Regions from separate parts of the Sus scrofa genome. Here all the other regions are linked to region 1. A link is a contact called in public HiChIP or PLAC-seq data. All regions are on one chromosome and are shown on one strand. The core of a region is the stretch at or near the end of the contact, and the rest is flanking DNA. Distances in the headings are between cores, read along the strand shown. Region 1 holds the start of TMC1 (transmembrane channel-like protein 1). Region 2 overlaps TMC1 (transmembrane channel-like protein 1). Region 3 overlaps TMC1 (transmembrane channel-like protein 1).

Region 1 (4,723 bases), core at 1,506-4,005:
AGAGAAACAGTGTTCCGGTGTTAGAATTAAGGAATACATTTAGAAGGTCAAGAGAGAAGTTAGAACCAGCAAATGAGACTTAGAAGGAGCTGCCTGTTAAGTTGAAGAAACTATCTAATCAGAGTTTCTTTTTTTGTGTGTCTTTTTGCTATTTCTTGGGCCGCTCCTGCGGCATATGGAGGTTCCCAGGGTAGGGGTCGAGTCGGAGCTGTAGCCACCGACCTACACCAGAGCCACAGTAACGCGGGATCCAAGCCGCGTCTGCAACCTACACCACAGCTCACGGCAACGCGGGATGGTTAACCCACTGAGCAAGGGCAGGGACCAAACCCACAACCTCATGGTTCCTAGTCGGATTCATTAACCACTGCGCCACGACGGGAACTCCTAATCAGAGTTTCTATTAAGGTCACAACTCTGGGTGAGATGAGTGTGATACACAAGATATACAAGGGTGGTTCATATTATAATGGAAAATGTAAGTATAATGTAAATTAAAGGGAAAAATGCTTCTCGAGAGGCAGCAGAACACCAGACCAAGGGACAGAGGGCTAAATTCCCAGCTCTGACTCTCACTAGATGCATGACATAGGACAGAACACATGAGTTTGCCCTGAGCCTCAGGTAACTCCTCTGCAAAAGGAGAGATGATAATACCATTTCAATGGGCTGTTGTGAGAATGTATGGAATTAGAGCATTTGAATACACACTGTAAATGAAAAAATATTACATGAACATAACAAACTTGCCTTGGCTCTCTGCCTAGAACTTGCATTCCTCCAGGACAAGGGCCCACCCTACTCATTTCTTTCTTAGCAGTCTTCTAATTGAATTCTGACCTCCCTCATGGCATCTACCTGCTTTCTGTGACAGCTAGGGCCTTAGTGCCAATTGCCACTGCTAGAGCTTTAAACAATTCCAGTTGCTGTGGAGCTTTTGCCAAATCACTGACCTCATTCTTGACTATCTCTCTGGCCCACCCCCACCCATGAGCCCAAGTTATGACAAGCTCCAAAGTGGTGTTTCAAAGCCAATCCGAGGTCGAACTACTGAGATTCAAAATATGTACTTAACATTGATAACTAGTTTGTTCAGTCACAAAGATTTTTTAAAGTTCTTGAGACCAAAGTAACTAGTTTCTCAAAAAGGTGATATCCAAAGCAGTGTACACATTATAAACACACACACATTAATTCATCAATTTCTTTCAACAAAGTTTTTTTTGGTTTGTTTGGTTTTTTTTGATTTCTTGGGCCACTCCTGCAGCATATGCAGGTTCCCAGGCTAGGGGTCTAATCCAAGCTACACATCCAATATTTCCCTGTCCTGCCACCCTATGCCACAGCCACAGCCACATAGGTTCGGAGCCTCATCTGCAACCTATACTACAGCTCACAGTAACACCAGATCCCCAACCCATTGATAGAGGCCAGGGGTCGAACCCGCAACCTCATGCTTCCTAGTTGGATTCATTTCCACTGCGCCACAACAGGAACTCCCAGATTTTGTATTTCTAACAAGTGCCCAAGTGATACTGATGCTGCTGGTGTATGGTCCACACTTTGAGAACAACTAGGGTAGTTGCTGCAACAGTAACTTGCTAAAAATAGGCTCAATATCAAGTACATTCCTGTTAGAAACAACCTTACAGAGAAAATTATGATTGGCTGAGAAGGTGCTACATAATATATATTATGCAATACCTTATTAAATAACCAGCTTGTTTTATTACTTTGTTGGTTTTTTTCTTTCAATCATGCTTCTTCAAGAATTATCTTGTTCCACTTTTTAACAACTAAAATGGATGTGTGTGGGGGGAAGAATTTCCAAGTTACTTTTGTCCTAAGAATCACCTCCACTATTTCCCTGTCCTTCAGTGCCTCAAGAGAGTCACTTATCCTCTTTCATCATTATTCACTTATCTTTGAAAATGGCTATATAGTACCTATCTCGGTGAACTGCTGTGAGGATTAACGAGACCCTAAATGAAAAATCTTAGCCCTGAAAATGGCCTGTAAATGGCAGCTGCTCTGCTTTTACTAATTTGTCTACATCAAGAAAGTAAATTTCCTGGGACCAATATCCGAAACTACTTACATCTTCAACACATTAACTGCCTGTAGCAATAACTCCAAGTTGTAAAGAAAATGGTCAGTTACATTCTAGGGATTCAGCTTACTGTGGCAGAAAGCGGTCTGATTTGGAAACGTTGGCAAAGTGCATCAGGACAACATTCTCCCAGACAAAATTATAAATCAGAATCACCTGGATCATTACTTCAACTTCAAAGTCCCAGATAACCAAAACTACTTCCAAGGGAGAAGCTTAGGTGATTATTTAAAGGTAAATAATTACTCCAGGTGGATTTTTCTGATCAGCAAGTTTGGGAAACAAGGAAGGGACCTACCTCTCCATTTTAATGGTGGCTATCAGAAGGCCTAAAAACCGTTTCTATTTATTCATTAGGCCATTGTTTACTACAAAATTTTCGTAAGTCCCTTTCTGTGTTACTAATTTTGGTCTTCTGAGTTGAACTAAAGTCACCTGGAGAGGTCAGCTGCACGTGGGATTTTTTTGTTGCTGCTTTGAAAAGGTTCTGTTTTTAGTTAACTCACCCTTTCAAACTAGTCAGGGCCTGTGCCTCATTTCTGAATTGCCCCCTCTTGAATTTCCTCCTGCAACGCCTTCTTTTTGATCTCTCCCTCAGATCTAGCTTGTTTGGCCCTTCTTTTCTTGAGTAGAACATTTGGTGCTTTCCCAGTTCGAGACGCTTTGCTGGAATAGCCAATTTCCAGGGATTTTACAGGCTGGCCAAAACAGTTTGTTCAGAACAACAACGCCGACGCGCGGGGCGGAGGACTGGCAGCCAGTGAGGCCAAGCATTTCCTGACTCTGCACAACCACCCGTGACCTTGGGCGTGCAAGAGAGCCAGCGCCGCCTGCCCTGCTCCTTCCCGACAGCAACAAGGCAACGCTCAAGCTGTACTTTAGAACCGAAAAGGTGTGGGAGGGAACTGGACGGGGAAGCGTCATAAAGAGGCGAGGAGACCCAGAGGCTATAGAGCAGTTCATTTTCTGAGGCGAATCCTTCTACCTCTTTCTCCAGGGGTGGGGGAAGGGGGAGTAAGGAGGAAAGGGAAATGTCTGCCAAGGGGTCGAGACAAAGCGTGAGAACTGAGATGGCGAAAAGCAGGCTCGACTGAGAAAATCAGAAGGCGAGACGCTGAGGGCGGATAATCAGGTTAAAAATAGAAACGCGTCCTCCACCGGTCTAACTCCTACCAGCTCCGCCCGGAGGCCGGCAGCCCGGCCAGTGACTCGGCTCCGCGCAACTGCAGAGCGGTCAAGCTCGGCCCCTCCTCCCCGACCGGGTGACTGGAGTGAGAGGCGCGGCGACGGGCACGTGACGTCATCGCGCTCCCGGCGCCGCCGGCGCCGTCGGGGTTTTCGATGACGCACAGACCCCGCCCCCTCCCTCCCTCTTTCCCTCAGAGCCGGAGCGCCGGCAGGAGAGAACGCGTCAGTGAGCTGGAGCGCAGATCTGTCTGCATCTCAGTTTTGGGCTTGTAGCTCCCGGGAACAGCGCAGCTTCCTCGGTGGTAGAAGAAGCATCCGAGAGCGCCATCCGCGGGCCCTTGCGGCGCCCAGGCCTAGCTGCGCGCGCCCGGCTCGCCCTCGGAGTCTGCCCAACCCGCCGCTGGTGGAGGCGTGAGGCGACGACGGGTGAGCGCCGAAAGCTGCCTTAGCCGCCGCGGCCTTCGGTCCTCCCTCCGCCTCCTCTGTCCCCCCGCCCCGCGCCGCTTCCCTCCTCCCACTTCCCGAGCTCCGGCGTGTCCCGGCCACGCTCACTGCTGCTGCGGGAACAAAGAAGGACCCCGCGGCGGCGGCGGCGGCGGCGCAACCTCCTGCGGCTCCGACCGGCCCGCGGCTGCGGCTCCAAGGCACCCGACTCGCCTATCCCTGAGGGCTCGGACCGGCCCCACCGCGCCGGTGTCGCGCGCGAGCCCGGCTCCTGGCCCCGCAGGGTGAGTGGTGTGGAGGGGAGGCAGGGCTCCCGGCTGTTCGTCCCGGGCTGGTGGTGGGAGCGGAGGACTGGGGTGCCGTAGGCCTCCGGCGAAACCCTAGCGGCCGGCGGCGTCCGGGGGAGGGGAGCCCGCCCGCCAGTTCAGGAAGCACAAAGACGAAGGCGTCATCGTGTCGTCGTGGCCGGAGACCCGGTTCCCTGCCTCCGGTTCAGTCGCACTCGCACGGCCGTGGAAACAATGCCTGGCGTGCGGCCTCGGGGTTTCGGGCTCCGGGCCTCCCTCAAGTCCACCCCGGCCGTCTTCGGCGGTGGCGCCCGGCGTGGGCGGCCTGACCAGGAAAGACAAAGAAATGGTGGCGGCGGCGGCGCCCCTGGCCCCTTGCCTTCCTCACCCCCCCATCTCCACCTCCTCGGAGGAGCAGTTGAGGGTCGGGGGGTCGGCGCAGGACAGGCTGGGTGAGGGGCCGGCCTGGCCTGCGGAGCTGCTGTTATGCATGACTCAGTGGTTTTTGAAGAAGGCCCTGATGGGCTCTCCTGAGTGAGGCCTTCTCTTGGAGGGTCATAGGGGTATGGGTGGAGGACCAGTGGGACCCGAACTTGTTCTGAAATCGCCGAACATTAGGTGAGGGGGCCTTCTCTGTCGTGGTGTTTCAGTTTTACCGGTGTCGCTGCGTTTCTCAACCAAGATCTCTTTCATG
Region 2 (4,723 bases), core at 659-3,158, 180 kb before region 1:
ACAGTCAGGGAAACCAAGCCAGTCCTTCATTATTTTATTTAGAAAGCTCCTCAGTTAAATACCCAGTTTATCACTCAACAGCTTCTACCTTCTGCAAAACACTGGACTGCGAACAAAATTCAGTCAAGTTCTTTGCAACTTTTCAACAAGGACTGCCATTCTCCATTGTCCAATAACAAGTTCCTCATTTCCGTCTGAGACATCATCAGAATGGCTTTTACCATCTCTATTTCTATCATTCTATTCACATTCATTTATTATGCCTTATGAAAAAGGAAGCGTTCTTCAGGGCACTCCTCTTTCCTATCTGGGTTCTCACCAGAATTACCTTGAACAATCCCTTCATGGTAATCTTGGCTTTTTTGGCATGCATTTCAAAACTCTTCCATTTTCTACCCAGTACCCAGTACCAAAGCCATTTCCACAGCACCCCACTTCACCGTACCGAGTTCTATTATTAGTCAGCTCAGGCTTCCAGAGCAAAATACCATAGACTGGGTGATTTAAACAACAAAATGTATTTGTTGATCAGATTTGGTGTCTGGTGAGAACACTCTTCCAGGCTTGTAGATGGCTGCCTTCTCACTATGTCTTCTCAGGACAGAGAGAGGAAACGCTGGTGTTTCTTCCTCTTCTTATAAGGACACTAATTCCATCGTGGGACTCTACTCTCTAGTTTGCTTCCAAAGGCCCTACCTCCTAATACTATCTCATTTGGGCGCTGGGGCTTCAACAGAAAGATTTGGGGGTATACAAGCATTCAGTCCATAACATTACTAGAGCATAATCTAGCTGATCCTGACTGATGCAAAACCTATGACAACAAGGGAAGACAATCTTAGGATGAAGCCAACATTGTAGATAGCAAAGTGGAAAAATAAATAGAGTTTTTGATATCATTGAACCACTGAATCATCTCCTACTGGAAGGCCATTCCATTGCTAGACTTACCAGTTAAATAAGAAATAAATTCCCTTACAATTTAAGCGATTTGAATCAAAAATTCTTAACTGGTACAGTGATTAGCTTCTGTATTACATGACTCCCCAACAGTGGTGATAGGTGAATGGAATAAGAGAGGGCACAAGATCTCTGAGCAAACAAGATGCATGTTGGGCAACTGTCTGTGAAGCAGCTGGATACAAAAAGCTCTGTCCCATAGGAATATCATATCCAGGGAAGTCAACCCACTTGGCTTCAAGTCCATCAGTAGGTCTGCTGATAGTGGCAAGAGTAGTTGAATTAGAAGTAGAGGAGAGCTACACATTGCGAAATCAATTTCATAAATTGTGGGCTACAGTCACAGTTTTCATTTTCTTTTTTTTTTTGCCTTTTCTAGGGCCGCTTCCTGCGGCATATGGAGGTTCCCAGGCTAGGGGTCTAATCGGAGCTACAGCCACCAGCCTATGCCAGAGCCACAGCAATGTGGGATCTGAGCCATGTCTGCAACCTACACCACAGCTCACGGTAATGCCACATCCTTAACCTACTGAGCAAGGCCAGGGATCGAACCTGCAACCTCAAGGTTCCTAGTCGGATTCGTTAACCACTGTGCCACGACGGGAACTCCTCAGTTTTCATTTTCTATAGCAGAATTAAAAAGCCTTCCCCATTCTGAGAAAAAATTGGAAATAAAGAAAAATTATTTCATACCTTCACCCCACCATATTGGGCAGTCTCTGATATCATCATTTTAGTAACACCATGCTTCTGCAGGAAGAAGGCCCATAGCAGTGTAACAGAGCAGAGAAAGTAATGGAGGCCTGCATCTGCCACCAAGGAAGCTACAAGACAACAGGCTAGAGATGAACAATATCCTCGCTGACCTGTCAGTTCCAAAATGCAAATAGATCTGAGAAACCCAACTATACGCCTGTTCCTGTTTTTCTGTGATGCTGGTTCTGGGTGGAGATCTCTAACTTCCTTATTTCCTACCATAAGTGTTCTTTGAATAAACCCTTCTAAATTACAGTGCCTCTCCTCTTTGAAAACCAAACACTTTTCAATATCCAATTATTCCAGCTAGCTCTCTCAAAAAGATAGTTCATCTTCCCTTTAACAAATATTACTCATATTTTTAAGGGTTGGAAAAAAAAAAAAGAGAGAGAGAGTCTTTTCTCCCAAAGCAGCATTTGTTTAAAACAACCTTAAGCCCAGACAGGTCATAGTTGTTGCATCACTTAACTTCCACCAGATGCCGCTGTTGCTGATTCACCCAGCCGGAGGAGTCCTACAAAACTTAATCTCATTACTGAAAAAACACTAGCAACTGCTTCACAAAGAACTGCTTCTCCCTGTTCCTGAGAAATTATCTGTTTTAACAACTACCATCTCTGTAAAAGACCTGCTGGACATTTAACAACTGTCTCAGAGGATTTCCTGAAGTGTGATAAGATTGAGAGAAACCCTCAGGATGCAGTGGTGTTTTCTTGGAATCTAGCAGGAGAGATGACCTTTTAGAAAATAATCACACAAATAAACACATAACCACCAACTCTGATTTGTGCTATAAATCAGAGAACAAAGGTTCCTGGTTGCTAATGACCAAGCCTGAGGGGTGGGATCTAAAGGGGCAAAAGAAGCTAAATGTGAAGGCCTGGGAGGAAGCATTCTTCCAAACAGAAGGAATGGAACTTAAGGAGGCACTGAGGCTGGAAGGGTTATGACACTTTGGAAAGGCTAACAAAAAGAGAAGTCAGAGCTTTGAAATTAAGGATAAGAGTTAAAAAAAAATGTTGCAAAGCTGAGTGGTCCCACTGATAAGTCCTTTCAGTGATTATCTATACAATAATTTTAAAATTTATAGCTCTAATCACCTTCCCTCAAGTTCTCCCAAGTCCCTACTTGATATATTCACTTAGTTGTTTCAAAGACACCCTTAAATACATGCATTCATGTCCCTTCTGGGTGGCTGTTCCCTGGATATCAATAAATGGCACAACCCACACATTCAGTTGCAAAATTCAGAAAACTGAAGAGTCCTTACAGTCCCCCTCATCCTTAGCTGCACAGACCATCTACCATCAAATTCTGTTCATTTTATCTACCAAATCTGACAGCTTTTCTCTAGATCAGTGATCACCAAACTAGCATGATTAGCATCTCCAGAGAACTGGTCAGAAATGCATGTTCTCAGGTCCCAACCCAGACCTATGGAATTAAAAGGCCCAGAAAAATCTGCATTTTAACAAATCTTCCAGGGACTGGAAGTCCAGTATAGATTGAGAATCACTGCTGTATAACCACAGGGTCCCTGCTCTGTCTCAAAATCTGTTCCATCATTTCTTATCAGGACTACTATAAAAGCTTCGCAATTGTTCTTTCCCACATCCATAAAGCCTCCATCCTGGGTGAACCTCAGCCCTGGCATCCATTATAATCTACAGGAATATACTCTAAACCAACAAAATCCAAATCTCTGAGGATGGGGCCCAGGCTCTGACACTGTTTAAAAGTTTCACTTTGAAGGTCAAGACTGAGAATCACCACTTAACTCAATTCTGCTTGTTAGCCAAACTGATTTTTTTTTTAAAATGCAAATCTGGTCTTGCAATTTTCCTACTTAAAACCAGCCAGGATCAAGCCTACATTCCTAACACCTATGAAACAGGCAAGTGTTCTGGCCCCTACATTTGCCACACACCCTCTGGTCTTCTACCATACTGGTCTTCAATCTATTGCAGTCCCCATGCTATCTCTTGCTTTAGAGTTTTGCATATGCTACTTGCTCTCCTGGCCTAACTATTCCTGTCTTACCCCTTTTGCCTAGTAATCCTCACTCTTTCCGTAGATCTCAGTTCCGTCTACCCTTCCCCAGGGAAGTCTTTCCCAACCTTCTTTGTCATGGGAAGTGTGTGGTAGGCGGGGGCAGATCCAGATATCCCAGTTTGCCCAGGAGGTCCTGATTTATGGATCTAAAGCTTATGGATTTACTTATTTATAATTCTATATTTATTTGTGATTATTTGACTCATACCTATTGAATCACTGGATCATAAGCCAGGAGAGTTTGATACTCAGAATGCACTAACATATTTCTTGAATGACTGAACAAACTTTTGAACATACAAGTGTTCCCATTTATGTAAGGTGAAAATGAATCTACAGAATTTAAGCATCTTACTCAGATCACACAGATAGTAAATGGTGCAGATAGAATTTGAACCCAGGTCAAGGATTTTCCAATATCATAACCTTTAAGCTGTGTTGGCACAGAGATTTCTACAGCCTGATTCAGTGCCTGAGTTTCCACAGTGGCCCTGAATTGAGCTTTGCTTGATTCTTATTAGAACTGAACTCGGCTTGAAGGCTACACAGTTATTTCCTTTCCATTGAAATTGCAATCTGCTCCAAGGAAATGAAGCTCATGGCTCTCAGGGTATAAAGGGCAAATGTGTGAAAGAAGCCAGAGATCAAACAGTCTAGTACACTTGTTATAGAATTTTTCATGAGCTGAATTCAAATGCTTTCAGAAGAGCAACTCCCCCTTGGATTTTAAAGAACAAGAACAAAGGATGAGGGGGGAAAGCAGCTGTGAGTGCATAAACAGAAGGCAGATGGAAGGATTGAGTCCTGGGGATGTGGAGTAGATGCAGCCAAGGGCTGGGACAGGGGTCACAAGAGAAGCCAAAGCAGCATAGGCTAAGAAACTACTTCCTCAGTGAAAACACAGGAGGGAACATCTGATTCCCTGTAATTCTTCAGCGTCCCCTACACTTCTTTC
Region 3 (4,723 bases), core at 1,298-3,797, 130 kb before region 1:
TCCTTAACATATTTTTAAATAGAAATATAAAAATTATTGGCCTTGTTCAGGCTTCATGCTTCTCACCAGTTCACAAAAATAGTAGTGGTGATTTTGCAATTATTTATCCAATCCTGTAAGAAATCTATCACATAAACGTGGCAAAATTCACACTGAAGCTCAGTTTGTACGCCAGTCTACCTCATGAATCCAGGAAATTTAGGAAGCAATATAGAGTTCCTGAAAGAAGAGAGGAGAAGGATATTGGGACTGAAAGCCAAGTTTGCGTACTCAGATTCAGAACATTTGGGAGGACAGAAATACTTCTCTAAGTTTGGGGGGGACATATTTCAAGAAAATGGGATATGCTGAAGGACATGGGTTTCTTCTGAGGTTTCAGAGGACAAGTACAAGAATTAGATGGAGAGCTGAGAACCAAGAGGCCAAAGTACATTTGGCACTTAGTGACAGAACTTCTAAGTCCAGCTGACAGAAGAAAAACCATTACAGAGAAGCCCTTCTTTTGTGCAACAGAAACAGCCTAGTGAATAGTAGCAAAGGGAACAATAACAAGTTCTCTTACAATAATTGAGGGACAGAACAAACAACAGCTATTGGAGGCAGCAGGAAAACAGTACCTGTGCTGACACATAGGGAGCAGGCTATCTCTGCAAAAGGCACAGCAGTGGTGCTGGCAACCACAACAAAGAAAGGTCAGCAGCAGGAGGAGTGTGAGTCACTCCAGGCCTGGGGGAGGGCAGCATGAGGAGGAGAGCAGAGGAAAGAGGCCTCTCTCCTGATGGTAAACATCCCCCAGATGAGTAGTAAGTACTAAAGCAGGAAATACCAGAATATCCACCTCTGATCACACAGGCAAAGTCCTGGGTCCTACATCAGAGTTGCTACATCAAAATATCTGGGAGTAGAACCTAGGAATTTGAATTTTAAACAAGTTCTTAGTGTGATCTTTAAAAAGTACTACCCATACTGAGAACCTGGGAATCCTGTCCTGGACCCTGCTTTTCTATCTGTGCTCCTCATAGGGCGAAATGTCCTAGGGGTCAAGGTAACATGCCCAATACCATGCCTATGTTCACTTGGTACACAAGTATCCCCCCAAAAAATCAGATCATGACCCTGTTCCAAAGACCCTGGATTCTCCATTCAAATTACAATGAGACCAATTCAAAGGCCTGAATGGACCTCTTCTTTCAGTCTATACTCTTATGGTTGGACCACTCTGCATGGTATGTACAACTCTGGAACCAAGTATTTGCCATGGGGCATCTGCTTGGTGGGCCTGGGGGTTCATGGTATGTTGATCACTTGTGCTTTCCAAGCCTCTCACACAGAGCAGGAGTGGGGAGAAAAGTGGGGCCTTCCCCTTCTCTCCCTCCAATCTGGGCTTGTGCCCTGAGCCCACAGATGTTACAGAGAGTTACTGGCCTAGCCTAGAGGGTTATTATTTTTGGCTCTTTTCTAAGTCAGAGGGATTTTATTTAATTTAGTTTTGTTTTTGTTTTGTCTTACTTTACTTTGTTTTTAAGAATCAGAGAGCGAAAGAAAGCTCATAGGGTCAAAATACCAATTATAAAAAGAATGGATGTTAGAATTTAATCCCCCTGTGACTGTATAAATTTTAATTTGTCAGGTAGTCTTAAAGAACAAGGCTTGCATGAAGAAGTGGCATCCCAAACCTTTGGCTTTATAGAGTTAATTTAGTTTAAATAGTATCTGTTGAGCATTTATTCTGTGCTCCTCATTGTCCTAGACAGTGAGAGGATCAATATGATATGATGAAAGCCCTCAAAGCAAGGCTATTGGATAATTCAAGCTGTACACAAAAAATACAAAAATAAAAGCTGTGCAAAGGAGTATGTTATTTTAAGTACTAAAGTGAGTGCCCCAGATGTGCTATGTACAATAGGAATTTGATGTTTCTTCAACAAGATCCCTCTCTTTTCTTCTCAAAGTTGCCACCTTCTAGAGGAGGACACACACTCTCACGCCCACCTAAACAAGAGCCTGCAGCTTTCAAGTTTTAGCAATAAGCAAGACCAGTGAAAGATTCTTGGTGCCATCAACATTTATTTAGTCTTTGGTTTTAAAGATTGTTTTGGTTTTTTTTTTTTTTTTTTTTTTTTTTTTGTGTGTGTGTGTGTGTGTGTGTGTGTGAGAGAGAGAGAAAGAGAGCACAGCCACAAAAGCTCAGTGTTTTTCTCATTTGCAGTGATGATCCATCCATTGAGCCTCATCACAATGACAAGCTCTGCATGTGTTAATCACAGATGGACTATGATAGGCTGAATGTGGTTGGGGTTCCTTTCTGGGTGGAATATTGAGCAATAAAGCTTGGGAAGAGATAAAATTATTCACACTATTGTTAAAGTCAGACATTCATTTTACAATAACACAAGCCTGAGGCATCTGAGTCAATAGAGACAACTACCCCAGGTAGTATCTGTTCCACTTTTTTGCCAATGAAATTGTGCCATGAAGGATAAAGAGCAGCAGAGACAGGAAGCAGTGACCAAGCAGTCAGCTGGGAAATTCCAGCTGCCCTCCTGCCCTACTTATAAGGAATAGAGATGACTCATTGTTAAGAAGCAAACAGATGTTGACTTGGCTAAGAGAAACCTGAGCAAAATTTAACCTCTCCAGGCCCTTGCATTCTCTTCTGAAAACAGAAGAGAAAACAGACAGGTCATTATATTTGGACACCTGGATAGCATTATTCAATACTGGTATAAAAGAATAGGCATATGTGTGTTTGTTTGGGTTTGGGTTTTTTTTTTGTTAACGTGCTGTTTCTTATGTCGTTGAAGCCCACCTTCGGAAACATCTCTCTCAGTAGAGGACACGCTGTACAAAGAAACTTCCACAATCCAGAATCATGGCATACCAAGTAACTATGTGGCCTTGGTTTCTTCACCTATGAAATCAAAAGGTTCAACTCTTAAGGCTCCTCCCTCCTATATTATTTTATGGCTCTAGGACTTAGAAAAGTTGAAAATATCTATCTATAATGTCTACCCTCTCTGTCATCTATCTATCATAAGAATAAGCAGTTATACAATACAGAAAATGTTTCTGTTAAAAGTTTTATTTCAGTGTAGAGTAGGAAAGTATGGCTTGGACAATAGTGAGTCAAGGATAAGATACAACTTGTAATGCAGTTAAAAACAATCCATTACTTATCTCATTGGGTTAATGTTGTCAGGAAATGAGATCATATCCCTGGGAAGTTTATAGTGTATTGTGCTCTACAGAAATGTGCTAAAGACTGAATGTTTGTGTCCCCTTGAAATTCATATAATGTGATGGTATTAGGAGATGGGGCTCTCGAGAGGTGTTTAGGTCATGAAAGCAGAATCATCAGGAAAGGGATTAGCACCTTATAAAAGAGAGCTCTGAGACTCCCTGCCCTTTCTGCCATGTGAAGTTAACAGCAAAAAGGGAGCTATGAATTAGAAATCAGGATATCACCAGATACCAAATCTACCAGCACCTTTATCTTAGACTTCTCAGTCGCCAGAACTATGAGAAACAAATTTCTACTGTTTTTAAGCCATTCAGCTTATGGTATTCTGTTACAATATACAGTGCATATAGCCTGAACAGACCAAATATTGTTACTATTATTAAAACCTTTTCACAAAAAAGAGAATCATGGACTTGGAGAATAGACTTGTGGTTGCCAAGGGGGAGGGTATGGGATGGACTGGGAGCTTAGGGTTAACAGATGCAAACTATTGCTTTTAGAATGGATTAGCAATGAGATTCTCCTGTGTAGCACTGGGAACTATGTCTAGTCACTTATGATGGAGCATGATAATGTGAAAAAAAAGAATGTATACATGTATGTGTAACCAGGTCACCATGCTGTACAGCGGGAAAAAAAAAAAAAAAAAAAAAGCTGTATTGGGGAAATGACAATTAAAAAAATTAAACAAAAATAAATGTAGGAGTTCCTGTCATGGCTCAGCAGATTAAGAACCTGACTAGTATCCAAGAGGATGTAGCTTTGATCCCTGGCCTCACTCAGTGGATTAAGGATCCAGCATTAGCTGTAGTGTAGGTCACAGATGCAGCTCAGATCCTGCATTGCTGTGGCTGTGTTGTAGGCTGGCAGCTGCAGCTCCAATCAGACTCCTAGCCTGGGAACTTCCATATGCCACAAGTGCAGCCCTAAAAAGGACCAAAAAAAAAGAAAAAAGTAAATATATTTATTCAATAAACATTGGTTGAGCAGCTTCTGTACATCAGATACTAAGATAAACATTAAAAAGACACTGATCCTGTTTTCCCGAGGTTCAAAGAAGTCAGAAAAGCTCAAATAAAATAATGATGATATTTATCCTTAAAATTGTTTTTCACCTTTATGAAAAGTTTCGAGTTGAATAAAGGAACAAATAGCCAAAGCTATTTTTTCCTCTGCTTTGAAGTATTATGCATTTTTAAAAATGCTTCTGTCCCAAACCTGAGGAAAAACATACCTGAGATTCTGCAAAAGCTCAACTGATTTCATTGCTAGGAAAAGAAATAAAAGATTCTACAGTCTACTAACTGGTTTGGACCAAGTATAGGGCAAGTATTTAATGGGCTCCCTAGCAGTGATGAGAGAAAAATGAATGATGACAACCTCACTGTAAAGGGTAATAGAAGAGTGACCTTGGGCTATGAAAAATGTGTTCTGTAGCTTTGCGGCTCCAAAGCCGACTATCCGCCTCCCCCCACCCCCACC

Evidence for each region. HiChIP or PLAC-seq counts read pairs in DNA pulled down with a chosen protein or histone mark.
Region 2: a contact with region 1 is called in an H3K27ac HiChIP or PLAC-seq map of alveolar macrophages. The contact joins the enhancer-like site here to the promoter of TMC1 in region 1. A contact is called at or near these places in 1 of 5 promoter capture datasets (liver), 7 of 47 Hi-C or Micro-C datasets (blood, embryonic fibroblasts, fibroblasts and 3 more) and 2 of 2 datasets of contacts at active chromatin or transcription factors (alveolar macrophages and skeletal muscle).
Region 3: a contact with region 1 is called in an H3K27ac HiChIP or PLAC-seq map of skeletal muscle. The contact joins the enhancer-like site here to the promoter of TMC1 in region 1. A contact is called at or near these places in 5 of 47 Hi-C or Micro-C datasets (adipocytes, alveolar macrophages, embryonic fibroblasts and 2 more) and 2 of 2 datasets of contacts at active chromatin or transcription factors (alveolar macrophages and skeletal muscle).

The regions. Positions count from the first base shown.
Region 1 is chr1:225,712,633-225,717,355 of Sscrofa11.1, reverse strand. TMC1 (transmembrane channel-like protein 1) reads right to left here and starts at 2,755. Exons shown (of 24, transcript XM_021064884.1): 1 at 2,617-2,755. It also overlaps a transcript of ZFAND5 not described here.
Region 2 is chr1:225,890,191-225,894,913 of Sscrofa11.1, reverse strand. All of the region lies in intron 2 of TMC1 (transmembrane channel-like protein 1), which reads right to left. Among named protein-coding and RNA genes, the nearest start is that of TMC1, 180 kb to the right of the region's middle. Within about 2 kb of position 1,908, at least 5 of the 83 cell types and tissues checked have an H3K27ac peak or open chromatin away from gene starts, as enhancers often do. A contact at or near this core is called in alveolar macrophages, where this site is marked.
Region 3 is chr1:225,842,990-225,847,712 of Sscrofa11.1, reverse strand. All of the region lies in intron 2 of TMC1 (transmembrane channel-like protein 1), which reads right to left. Among named protein-coding and RNA genes, the nearest start is that of TMC1, 130 kb to the right of the region's middle. Within about 2 kb of position 2,547, at least 32 of the 83 cell types and tissues checked have an H3K27ac peak or open chromatin away from gene starts, as enhancers often do. A contact at or near this core is called in alveolar macrophages, embryonic fibroblasts and skeletal muscle, where this site is marked.